Regions from separate parts of the Macaca mulatta genome. Here region 2 is linked to region 1. The links are chromatin contacts, called in public Hi-C maps. All regions are on one chromosome and are shown on one strand. The core of a region is the stretch at or near the end of the contact, and the rest is flanking DNA. Distances in the headings are between cores, read along the strand shown.

The links. A called contact is a pair of places that touch in the nucleus more often than the background predicts.
Region 2: a Hi-C map of fetal cortex germinal zone shows a contact between it and region 1, with 2.6 times the contacts expected there. The contact joins the enhancer-like site here to the promoter of SPRED2 in region 1. A contact is called at or near these places in 2 of 14 Hi-C or Micro-C datasets (fetal cortex germinal zone and liver).

The regions. Positions count from the first base shown.
Region 1 is chr13:59,257,926-59,263,834 of T2T-MMU8v2.0, forward strand. SPRED2 (sprouty related EVH1 domain containing 2) reads left to right here and starts at 4,453. Exons shown (of 6, transcript NM_001261100.1): 1 at 4,453-4,854. The coding sequence starts at 4,829. LOC144333760 (a long non-coding RNA gene) reads right to left here and starts at 481. Exons shown (of 4, transcript XR_013402753.1): 1 at 1-481.
Region 2 is chr13:59,403,896-59,410,066 of T2T-MMU8v2.0, forward strand. No RefSeq gene overlaps it. Among named protein-coding and RNA genes, the nearest start is that of ACTR2, 64 kb to the right of the region's middle. Within about 2 kb of position 4,171, at least 6 of the 40 cell types and tissues checked have an H3K27ac peak or open chromatin away from gene starts, as enhancers often do. A contact at or near this core is called in fetal cortex germinal zone, where this site is marked.

The DNA.
Region 1 (5,909 bases), core at 3,203-5,702:
GGAGGAGGGAGGCGGGGGCAGGGGCCTTTCATCTCTATTTAAAATTCCGGCATTGCAGCTGAAAGAGAAAACGACCTGGGAGTGAACGGCACCGGGGATGAAGCATTGCACGATAACGGCACAACCGAGAGCGTCAGCTGCCCGCCCGCCGGCTATTTATACCGCGCAGATTATGCAATCCGGCTCCAGCCATTCATGCCCCGACTGGGCCGCCGCACGCCCGGGGCGGGGGGGGCCTCATTCCCGGGCGCCGGGTCAGTTTCTAAGTTTGCATCATCCCCTGCATTACGAGAGAGCTTGGGTTTCCATTCCTGCCAGTGGGGCTTGGGGGAGACAGTTGGGCTACAAACTCACTTGGCACACACGACTGCTTACTTAAACATCATAATAAAGGCATCAGATCGCCCGAGGCGCGGCCCCGCCGCGCTCAGGGCTGAGCTCGGGGAGACCGGAAGGAACTGATAAACCGAGCGCTAATGACAACCCCTCCCTCCGGCGTCGGAAGTGTCCTCGGAGCGCCGGTCATTGAGAAATACCGAAGGGGCAGAGTGGGGGTGAGGCGAGGACAGGCCAGGGCGCAGCTGCGCGCGCCTCCCGGGGCGGGGAGCGGGGGCGCCGCGGCAGCTGGGGGCTTCTGGGGGCAGGGCCGCGGCGGGGCGGCGCGAACCTTTGGGCCCCGTGGAGTCCTCCCTAAATCACCCCCTCCCCGCCCCTGGGAGGGGGGAGGGCGAGTGATTACTCAGATCCCACCCCCGCCCCTGGGGAAATCTACACTCCCGGCCCTACCGGACGAGAGGGGGAGAAGGACACGAACGAGAGCGGATTGCAGAGGAGGCTAAAATGTCCGCTTCTCCTGGCGCCCGAGACAGGCGGGAGGGGTGGGGGCCGCGGCCGGCTTCCCAGTGAAACAGGACCTGCGGGGCTACTGAGCATGCCCGTCCCCGGCCGCGAAGGGTCGCTCCGGCTCCGCGCTCCGGGCTTTCCGGGCAGCCCGCGGGAAGGGCCCGGGTGTGGGTGCTCCCTCGCCCAGGACTCGGAACTGAGAAGCTTGTAGGTGGGGGACCTGCTGGGGGCCCCGCTGGGTTTGCGTGAAGTTGTGAGCAGATCGATATTACTTTTGAAGCTTTACGATCCTACTCTGACTGAACACTATTGATTTGTGTTCAGAGCTTCCCGCGCCCCCCTGTTCTGCTGGTTTTGGGGAGACAGGGATGTGGGTCCTTAGCTTTTTCAGCAGTGACATTCAATTAAAGCCCTAAATCTGTGATATCCCCTGTTCCAGCAACAATCCAATGGACTTTGATAACACCCTGTTGTTCAGATCAACAGGCGTATCCGAGTTATTCGCCCAATATCCTCATTTATTCTATGGAGCTGCAGGAGTCAGACTTACCTCAACCACGGTAATTGATGGGGAGGACCAAGAGGTGACCTGCCAGTAATGTTTCCATCAAAAGGCCCCTTTTGGGTGATGAACAAGGCAGCAGAGAACTGGCAGGCTTCATTTAAAGGAACATGAAGGACAGAGTGGAGGGGGCATTTGGTAAACCAACTTGCCAGAGAGAGCAAAGAGCTACCAGGAATCTGCATAGCACATTTAAGATTCCCAGCAACCCTATGTTGTGGGTATTATTCCCACACAACAGACACTGAACCCAAGGCTCAGTGGATCTAAGGGCCTACCTGAGATAGCCCAGCTGGAGTATGGCACCAGGTGATCCCAATGGGGACTTGGGGACTTCTGCACCTCAGAATATTTACCATTGTTCCCCTGGCAACCTGGTCCATAGGCTGGGCCAGTCGTTCACAGATATTAGCTGAGAGCTGGCTGAATGAGTGGTGATGACACCAATTTAACCTGCTCATAGAGCTGGCCTACCTGCAGAAATTAATAATCACCTCGCCTGCCACCTCGCCATTTGTGTACCTTGAAACTGGAGGGTGGAGCCCAAGAGATGCCCATAGGGTGGATAATTTTGACATGGGTAAGTGCTTGTGTTCTGGGAAGTTCAGGAATAACAGGGTGGGATCTCTTTCAGCACTCCCAGGGAGAAAAGCAACCGTGGCTAAAGGTGAGACCTGGGTGAGAGCAACCATGGCCAAAGGTGAGTCCTTAGCCTTCTGGGGATTTAAAGGACAATGAGATCTTGGCTTTGGTTAGTACTTTCTCACCAACTCTCAATGACCTCACAAACTGATAGACAAGCTTGGCCTTGTTATTCCTGTTTTATAAGGAAACTCACTTGGGGTCTCAGGACTGCTAGGAGAAAACCAGAACTAAGCTGTTCCATCCTCTGGTTCATGCCCTCCCCACCATCACACATCACCAGTGTGAACCCCACTCCATGTCCGCAGACATCATGGCTGTGATAAGCACAAAGCCCGGAGTAAACCATCAGTTTCTCCCTGACTCAAGGTGAAACTTTTTGGAGGATTTGTGGCTCCTAGATGCATGTAAATTTTAGGAATACTAAATGTGAGGCATTTATTTATTTGTTTAGAGACAAAGTTTCTTCTTGTTGCCCAGGCTGGAGTGCAATGGTGCAATCTTGGCACACTGCACCCTCTGACTCCTGGGTTCAAACAATTCTCCTGCCTCAGCCTCCGGAGTAGCTGGGATTATGGGCACCCACCACCACACCCAACTAATTTTTGTATTTTTAGTAGAGACAGGTTTTTGCCATGTTGGCCAGGCTGGTCTCAAACGCCTGACCTCAGGTGATCCGCCCACTTCGGCCTCCCAAAGTGCTGGGATTACAGGCATAAACCACTGCGCCCAGCCTGAGGCAAATATTTAATCTCTTAACCTGATGTTCAGTGGTTGCTATTTAGTTAACATCATATCTGGATTGTCCCGTGGACATTCAAGAGGATGGAAAAGTCTACTATGTTTGGAGAGCAGCAAGGGATAGGGACTATGTCCCTTGTTTCTTTTTCTTTCTTTCTTTCTTTCTTTTTTTTTTGAGATGGAGTTTCGCTCTTGTTGCCCAGGCTGGGGTGCAGTGGCGCAATCTTGGCTCACCGCAACCTTCACCTCCCGGGTTCAAGCGATTCTCCTGCCTCAGCCTCCCGGGTACCTAGGATTACAGGCACTCGCCACCACGCCCAGCTAATTTTGTATTTTTAGTAGAGACGATGTTTCACCATGTTGGTCAGGCTGGTCTCGAACTCCCAACCTCAGGTGATCTGCCCGCCTCGGCCTCCCAAAGTGCTGAGATTACAGGCGTCAGCCACTGCGCCCGGCCGGGGCTGCCTCTTAACGCGAGAATTTCCATAATTTCTACGGAAATGCAAACGTTTCTGGGCTGTGCTGGGCTTTGCACGAGTAATGATTCTTAAAAACATCCGTTCCTTGGCCGGGCGCGGTGGCCCATGCCTGTAATCCCAGCACTTTGGGAGGCCGAGGCGGGCGAATCACGAGGTCAAGAAATTGAGACCATCCTGGCCAACACGGTGAAACCCCGTCTCTACTAAAACTACAAAAATTAGCTGGGCGTGGTGGCGCGCGCCTGTAGTCGCAGCTACTTGGGAGGCTGAGGCAGGAGAATCACTTGAACCCAGGAGGTGGAGGTTGCAGTGAGCCTAGATCGCGCCACTGCACTCCAGCCTGGGCTGGGGACAGAGCGAGACTCCATCTCAAAACAAAACAAAAATCCGTTCCTCTATTGAGACAAAAAAGGAAAAAAAATCACAAGATTCACGTGAAACGGAAAAGCCTCTGCCTTTCAGAACCTTGGTAAAGTCGAACCCCCTCTCCTTTCTGGTTGGGTTGGGTTAGAGAAGCCAGCCCCTGGCACCTGCGCCGCCCCTACCTTCCCACCCTGCGGTGGGGGTAGTTGTTCCTCTGAGCCTGAGCACCTCTTCAGCTGTTTCACTCCCTCCCCTCCCTTGAGTTTCGCATCTCCGCCCCCGCCCAACCCCCCGATTTTTAATCTTGGGGTTTGGAAGGAGGGAGGGGGCAAAAACGGGAGCCAGATGTGTAAGAGTCCTCCGCTCCCGCCTCCTCTCTCCTCTCGGGCTTCCTAAAACCCGGAGCCCTAATCAAGGAGGATTCGGAGCCAGACGGTCGCGGCGAAAGCAAACAACTCGGCTCCGCGGCTCCCCCGGGAGTGGAAGCCAGGAGGGAGGGGGAGAGGAAGCCGGGCGTGCTCAGTAGGCGGGACAAAGTTTTTTTTTTTTTTTTCTCCCGTTTTTTTCGGTCGCAAGTAGGAAGCTTTTTGCACTCCACCACCTCTGGCCGCTGGGAAGACGTCATCGCTTCCGCCCTACTTCCTCCTCCTGTTGGCGGCGGTGAGAATCCAATATGGAGTAAATCGGTGGAGTCGAGAGATGGGGCTCGGACGGGGCGCCCTGCACTGCCTCCCAGGCGCACCTCCCCCGGCCGCCGACCGCTCCCCGGAACCGTGATTGGCCCGGCCCCCCGGGGGCGACCCCGGACCGAGTCCCCCCACCCGCGGCCGGCGCTCTCCTCCTCCTCGCAGCAGTCCCCGCCGCTCCAAGGCGCGCTTGTTTTTCTCCTGCTCTCCCCCACCGCCGTCCCCTTCCCAAATCTCGCCCCCTTTGCCCGCTCCCGAGCCCCCGGAGCCTCCGCCCGCCTCTCCCCACGGCGCTGCGGCGTTCACTCCCCTTGCAGCCTGCCTTTGCACCCCTTCCCCCAAACCTCACCCCGCTCCCTGCTTCCCCTTCTGCTGCGGCGCCCCCATCTCTAGCCGCCCCCCCTCCCCAAATCAGGCGATCTCCGGAGATGTGAAGAAGGGGGGCGAGCGGACAGGAAGATGAAGGGAGCAAAGCTGCCCGCCGCGGGACAGGCGTCTAGGTGAACAAGAAAATGACCGAAGAAACACACCCGGACGAGTAAGTTTGGTCGCGGGGTGGGACGAGGGTGCCCCGCGGGGGCAGCGTGGGGGCCGGGGCTGAGGATGCGGGCGGGGACGCTTATTGGGTGAACTTGGCGTGGGGTGCAGCGACTCGCTGACCTGTCGGGGTTGGGACGCGAGGCTTCCCTGCTTGTTGAAGTGAGGAGGGGGCAAAAACTGCTGCGGGCTGGCGGGCGCACGCCTAGGGTCGGCGGGCTGGTGGCCGCCCCGGGGGCCAAGGGCGTGCGGGTGACCTCCGGGCGGTCCCCGCTCCCTCTCCGAGGACTCACAGCACCCCCCCGCCCCCGAAATCCTCGGCGGCTGGAGCGGAAGACCTGACACCCCCACTCCGGCTTCCCGGGGCCGGTGGGTTTTTGCACAGTGACTTTGTGACTCCCGCCGCGCCGCGAGCCCCGCAGTCCGCTCCTGAGCCCACTGGGGCCTAGGCTCCGCCATTTCGTTTTCTTGAATCGCTCTCATTTGCATACCACATTTTCATTCATAAAAAACACGGCGGAGCGAGAGGAGGACGGGCGCGGGCTGCGCTGGGGTCTGGTGCGCCAGGGTCCCCGCGCGGGCCGGCGTGCTGGAGCCGCCCGAGGGGCCCCGCGGTGCGTGAGTGCCTGTGCACGCGCTTGTGGTCGGCACACGCGTCCTGCGGGGTCAGGCGCCTCGGGGCGGACCTAGGCGAGTGCGGCGGGGGCGTGCGGGGCAGCGCTCTGGGGGCGAGTGTGTGTGTGTGTCCTCGCGGGTGCGCGTGCACGGGCTTGTGCCCGGCCCGCAGGCCCGAGGGGAACAATGCTTGGGGCGCTCCGCCGGAGGGATCCCGGGCAGCCCCGCGCGGGACCCGTGACTGTCGCCAGCCCGGGGCGGAGGTGCAGCTGCCTCCTGCCTCGCGGTCCAGGGGTCCAGTTTGGCATTTTCTCTTCCTGGTCCGAGGCGTTTTCTGTTTCGGGTGCGACGGGGGCGGGGCCGCGGGGCCCGACACCTCAGGTCTTCTGCCTGGGGTCCGAGCGGTCATCGCGCGGCGGCCGCCGCTGCTGCTCAGTGGCT
Region 2 (6,171 bases), core at 2,921-5,420, 150 kb after region 1:
GGTGGGCGGATCACGAGGTCAGGAGATGGAGACCATCCTGGGTAACACAGTGAAACCCCATCTGTACTAAAAATACAAAAAAAAAAAATTAGCCAAGCGTGGTGGCGGGCACCTGTAGTCCCAGCTACTCGGGAGGCTGAGGCAGGAGAATGGCGTGAACCCGGGAGGCGGAGCTTGCAGTGAGCTGAGATCGCACCACTGCACTCCAGCCTGGGGTCAGAGCAAGACTCTGTCTCAAAAAAAAAAAAAAAAAAAAAAATAGGCGGGGCGCGGTGGCTCACGCCTATAATCCCAGCACTTTGGGAGGCTGAGGCGGGCGGATCACGAGGTCAGGAGATTGAGACCATCCTGGCTAACACGGTGAAACCCCGTCTCTACTAAAAAATACAAAAAAAACTAGCCGAGCGGGGTGGCGGGCGCCTGTAGTCCCAGCTACTCGAGAGGCTGAGGCAGGAGAATGGCGTGAACCCGGGAGGCAGAGCTTGCAGTGAGCGAGATCGCACCACTGCACTCCAGCCTGGGTGACCAAGCAAGACTCCGTCTCAAAAAATAATAATAATAATAATAAATTAATAAATAATAAAAAACTTAAGACATGGAGTTGTGTACCCTACTTTGATTTATTTCTCATAAGGAAAACAGCCCTATGTTCTATCCCACTGCACCAGCAGAGCCCAGCCTCCCCCACCATAAACGCTGGTGTACTTGTCTGTTGGACCAAAGATTATAAGAGGTTTGAGGAAAGGTGACGGTGCTTCACCCATGCATGCAGCATCCACCAATACCCGACTGCCAATGGGTGGTGAGTAGATACCAGGAGACTGAGTTCTTAGAGCTCTGGTCCTGGACCCAAGGATCTTGGAAGCCCTGTTGGTTATGGAGGATAGAGCTGCTTGCCTTTGAAAAGAACAATGGACTTGGACCATGAGCATAAAGTTGCATTATCCATGATGGACTGGAGACCAGAGACCCTTCCCTTCCGAGGCACCTGTAAGTTGCTGGACTCATATGTAGCCATGGGTGAAAAGAAGACCTGCCTCTTGAAATATGACTGAGATCAAATTCCTTGCCACCATGGCAGATGGGAGCTTGGAGTACTGAATAAGTGTCTGCACAATGAATGGATGACCAGTCCCAAGGCCTTGCAAGTTCTTCAACCATCAAATGAAAATTCAACTACTTTTCATAAGTTATATTATGTTCAAAGGCAGAGAGCAGACTCTCCCCACTTAGAAAAGTGTTTATCCCTATTAGAAAGCAGAAATTCTGGCCGGGCGCGGTGGCTCAAGCCTGTAATCCCAGCACTTTGGGAGGCCGAGACGGGTGGATCACGAGGTCAGGAGATCGAGATCATCCTGGCTAACACGGTGAAACCCCATCTCTACTAAAAAATACAAAAAACTAGCCGGGCGAGGTGGCGGGCGCCTGTAGTCCCAGCTACTCAGGAGGCTGAGGCAGGAGAATGGCGTAAACCCAGGAGGTGGAGCTTGCAGTGAGCTGAGATCCGGCCACTGCACCCCAGCCTGGGCGACAGAGCAAGACTCCGTCTCAAAAAAAAAAAAAAAAAAAAAAAAGAAAGCAGAAATTCTTCCTTGTACCTCACATTATGCCCCTCCACTGGCTTCTCATCTCTGACTAAAAATCTGAAGTTCTTACCTTGACCTTCCAGTCCTAGGAGACCTGGCCCCCACTCACTCTGACCTCATCTCCTAACACGCTCCCCCTCTTTTATTCCCTTGAGCCACAATGTTCTCGTGTTCCTCTTCGTTCCTGCCTCAGGACGTTTGCCCTTGCTGTTTCTTCTGCCTGAATGCTCGGCCCTGGGATCTCCGCCTGGCTTTATCCCTCACTTCCTCCTAGTCTCTGCTCACATGTCACCTCTTTAGAAAAGGCTTCCCGGATCACTTTATCTAACAGAGTATCCCTCTCTCAGCCTTTCCACCCACACTTCTTGTTTACCATACTTTATTTATCTCCATAGTCCTTAGCTGACATATACATGATATAGTTATTACATTTGTCTGTAGTCTGTCTCCCCCAGATTTTATTTTACTGACTTTGGAATCCCCAATGCCTAGAACAGTACCTGGCACATAGTAAGAATTCAAGAAATATTTGTTGAATTAAATAAGTAAATTTATCCAGCAAATATGACTGCCCCAAGTTGCCACACTCCATGGATATTCCCTCGAAGTAAGATTTGATTGGCATGAGCTGCAGAAACAGGATAGAGTGCTGAAGCTGGAAGAGACCTGGGATCACTGACTTCTGCCCTCTCTCAGGGCTGCTTGGGCACACAGGGTGTAAACCTACAGTGAGGCCTGGGGCTTTCCCGTGATCTTAAGGAGGCTGCCTTGATGGGGGAGATGCCCAGCCCAGTGACTGCAGTGTCTTCTCCAACATCACTGGGCAGGAGCACGAGGGAAATTCCATAGGCAGTGAGAGCTGCCCGAGAAAATAAACGGGAAACCCAGGTTCTGCGGATCTCTTATTTCTCAGGGCTGCAGGTGAGTTTCCGTGCGTTGTGATTCTCCGAGATGGAATGACTGTACATCTCATTTCTCACACTTTTTTTTTCTTTTTTTTTGAGACGGAGTCTGGCTCTGTCGCCCGGGCTGGAGTGCAGTGGCCGGATCTCAGCTCACTGCAAGCTCCGCCTCCCGGGTTTACGCCATTCTCCTGCCTCAGCCTCCCGAGTAGCTGGGACTACAGGCGCCCGCCACCTCGCCCGGCTAGTTTTTTGTATTTTTTAGTAGAGACGGGGTTTCACCGTGTTAGCCAGGATGGTCTCGATCTTCTGACCTCGTGATCCGCCCGTCTCGGCCTCCCAAAGTGCTGGGATTACAGGCTTGAGCCACCGCACCCGGCCTCACACTTTTTTTAAAAGCCTTTTTTCTGGTGAACCCCTTCTATGGGTTTTGTCTTTCCAGGGACACATTTGGGAAAACGCTGCTTTTTTGCCTTTTTTCTGGCTGAAGCGCCTTCTGAACAGGCGTGGGGAAGCTGCAGGGGTCATTTGCTTTTGTTACCTAAAGAACCCAGAGACGGGACTTATCCTTTCCATACGGCCAAGGCTTGCCAGTTCCTTCCATCTTTTAGAGGAACCCTAAAGCATACCCTTTTCTACATTCTGCCAACCCCAGGACCCCCCAGACCCAAAACGGCTCCCTTCAGTCTCTGCTCCAGCCCCCAACACTTGTCTCACCAGGCCCAGCCTTTCCCTCTGGATGTGCTTGCAGCCCGCCCATCCTCCCACCTACCTCCTGAGGCCTGGCTTGGAGGTTTTCCTCCTTCCAGGAGCCCAACGCTGCCTCCAGGGTAGAGAATCATCCTGGAAAGGCCTCCTTCTCCCTGCCTGACGGGCAGCCCCTGCTGAACTCCACAGCGGCAGTGGGGAGCCATTTAAATAGCTGATGCAGGGTGGGCTGGTGGCTATTGCCTGTAATCCCACACTTTGGGAGGCTGAGGTGGGAGCACTGCTTCAGCCTAGGAGTTCAAAACCAGCCTGGGCACTATAGCAAGAACCCTGTCTCTAAAAAAGAAAAAAGAAAAAACTAGGTGATCTGCATCTGAAAGGAGATAAGCAGGATCCTGAGCGGTATACTGTGCAGTATCGAGCTTGGTAAAATAAGGACGTGCGCACTGTAGACATGTTCATGCATATCTGCACAAGGAAAGAAAACGCATGGAGGTGAGGGTGTCGGTGGCTAACTCTGGGTGGTGGGATTTGGGGTGATTTTTTTTTCCCCTGCGTTGCTTAGCTGTGCTTTTAAATTTTATTTTTTCACTTATGCTTGCAACAACAACAAAAACTCATGCTAAGTGTCAATAAATCGGCAGCTCTTGTTTGGTTCTTCACTAGCTGTGTGACCTCAAAGTACTTAACCTCTCAGGCTCCTCATCTCAAAGACATCCCACCTCCCTCCTCCTCTGAGATGCTGCGGGATTCATCTCTTTCCCACAGCTAGATTGAAAGCAGCTAGAGAGCAGGCGGTGAGGGTCTTCCCCTCTACCGACTCCCGTTTCCCCGCATGCCCATGCGGTGCCTGGCGCGCTGCAGCACAGTGATTTTTGTATTATTGCAGGTGCTAAATAAATCCTCAGTGACTGAGCCTGGAGCCAAACACATTTATCCTTGTCATCCGTCCAATTCTGTGCGGCTGGGATGGAGCCCAAGGCGCTGGGGACTACATAAATCTGCTCTTTGGGCCCCACCCATTTCTTCGCCAAGCAGATGTGGTAGCCGGCAGCCAAGGCCTGGGGACTTGGCGCTGGGCTGAGAGCGGGACGAGCTCCAGGTCCGGTGAGTTGGAAGTCTCGGAGAAGGACCGACTGGCTTTACCTCGCCTCCCCTGCCCAGGAGGTGTGTGAGCAGGCTTTGGCAGCGATTTCTCCAGAAGGAAGGGATAAAGCCCTGACCAGGTTCAGAGGCCGTGCCTGGGCTCAGTCCTGCCCTGGCTCCTTCGCTCCTTGCTGCTGTGAGCCTGGGCAGTGGCTTCGCTGCTCTGGGCCCCACTTTCCTCGCTCATTAGCAGGGCAGTGGCACTCTATTTTGGAATCTCATGAGAATAAAACGAGATGCATAGACAACCTGCACATAGCAAGTGCTAATAATTACCATCTCTTAAAGTGGTTTGAAGGTCCAAAGCCAGTCCCTAATTGAGTAGCCCCCAGGTAGCTCAAAGTACATGGCTGACTGATTTAAGGCCTGGAGCCTTCCCCAGTGCTAACCGAGCTGCCATAAGTAACTCATGGAAAGCATGCTCCAGGTCTGACATGGGCGGGGCCCATCCTACTGAGATACAGTATAGCCTCAAGTGGATTTATTAACCCAAAGAAACTAGCAGCACAACTTGTGCGCCGACACCTGCTAGTCACTTCATACGTCATGATCCCCTTTGCACTGAACGGGACATCCATCTAGGCACAGAGAGGATAAGGTTCTGTCCAAAGCCACAGAGCATGGTAAGTGGTGGAACCTGGGTCCAAATACTGCAACAAGAGAGTATCTCTGCTTACCCCTGTTTTGTTTTGCAATCTCTGGAATTTTCCATTCCATTTGTTTAACGCCACTTGTAATGAAGTCCTCCTCATGCATCTTGAGAAGGCATGTGTGCTCAATGGTACGGTATACAAACTCGCTTCTCCCACGTGCTGGCAACACTAAGTGCCACACCTTGAAATAATTCTGAGACATTCTTCTCAGGATGTTTGTGGCATGAGGAGGAAGTCCTTGGTGCCTTCGTGCAGCTGTGTTCCTCTAGGATAGGAATTGTGATAAAGACCCAGGGCTGGGTGGTGACTGAAACTGGAGTGGTTTCTACCAAATCCTGTGAGCAATTTAGACTCCCGTGGGTGTTCCCTAATCAGTCACCATCAGACTGGGAGAGAGCAAATATTACCTGAAATGAGGCCGCTTGGTGGAAGACACTGGAGAAATACAGCTGGAAAGATGGACACTCTGTACTTCAGAAACACCGGAGTTTCACATTTGACCTCCGGCTTTCATGTGAAATGAAGGGACAGAACACTTTTCCAACGTTATTTTCTCTTTACATGAGTTCAAGGGCTGTGGTGAAAGTGAGGAATCCAAAGTTTACCCAGACTACTTCTTATTTTGATTTATGCCCGTGGTTTATAACTTTTTATAATAAATATTTTGTAAACTCCCTTTAACATCCCAAATGAAATTCATGGACTACATCACCTCTCTATACACTTTTTTTTTTTCGAGACGGAGTTTTGATCTTGCTGCCCAGGCTGGAGTGCAATGGGGCGATCTCGGCTCACCGCAACCTCCGCCTCCCAGGTTCAAGCAATTCTATTTCCTCAGCCTCCTGAGTAGCTGGGATTACAGGGATGCGCCACCACGCCCAGCTAATTTTGTATTTTTAGTAGAGATGGGGTTTCTCCATGTTGGTCAGGCTGGTCTCGAACTCCCAACCTCAGGTAATCCACGTGCCTCAGCCTCCCAAAGTGCTGGGGTTACAGGGGTGAGCCACCGTGCTGGGCCACACATTTTTAAAATTTGGTGTAATACCCTAACCCTAACACAGGGTTTCTCAACCTCAACACTACTGACATTTTGGGCCCCTTTACTCTTGTGAGGGGGCTGTCCTGTGCATTGTGTGGACATTCGGCAGCACCCCATTAGATGCAAGAAGCACCTCA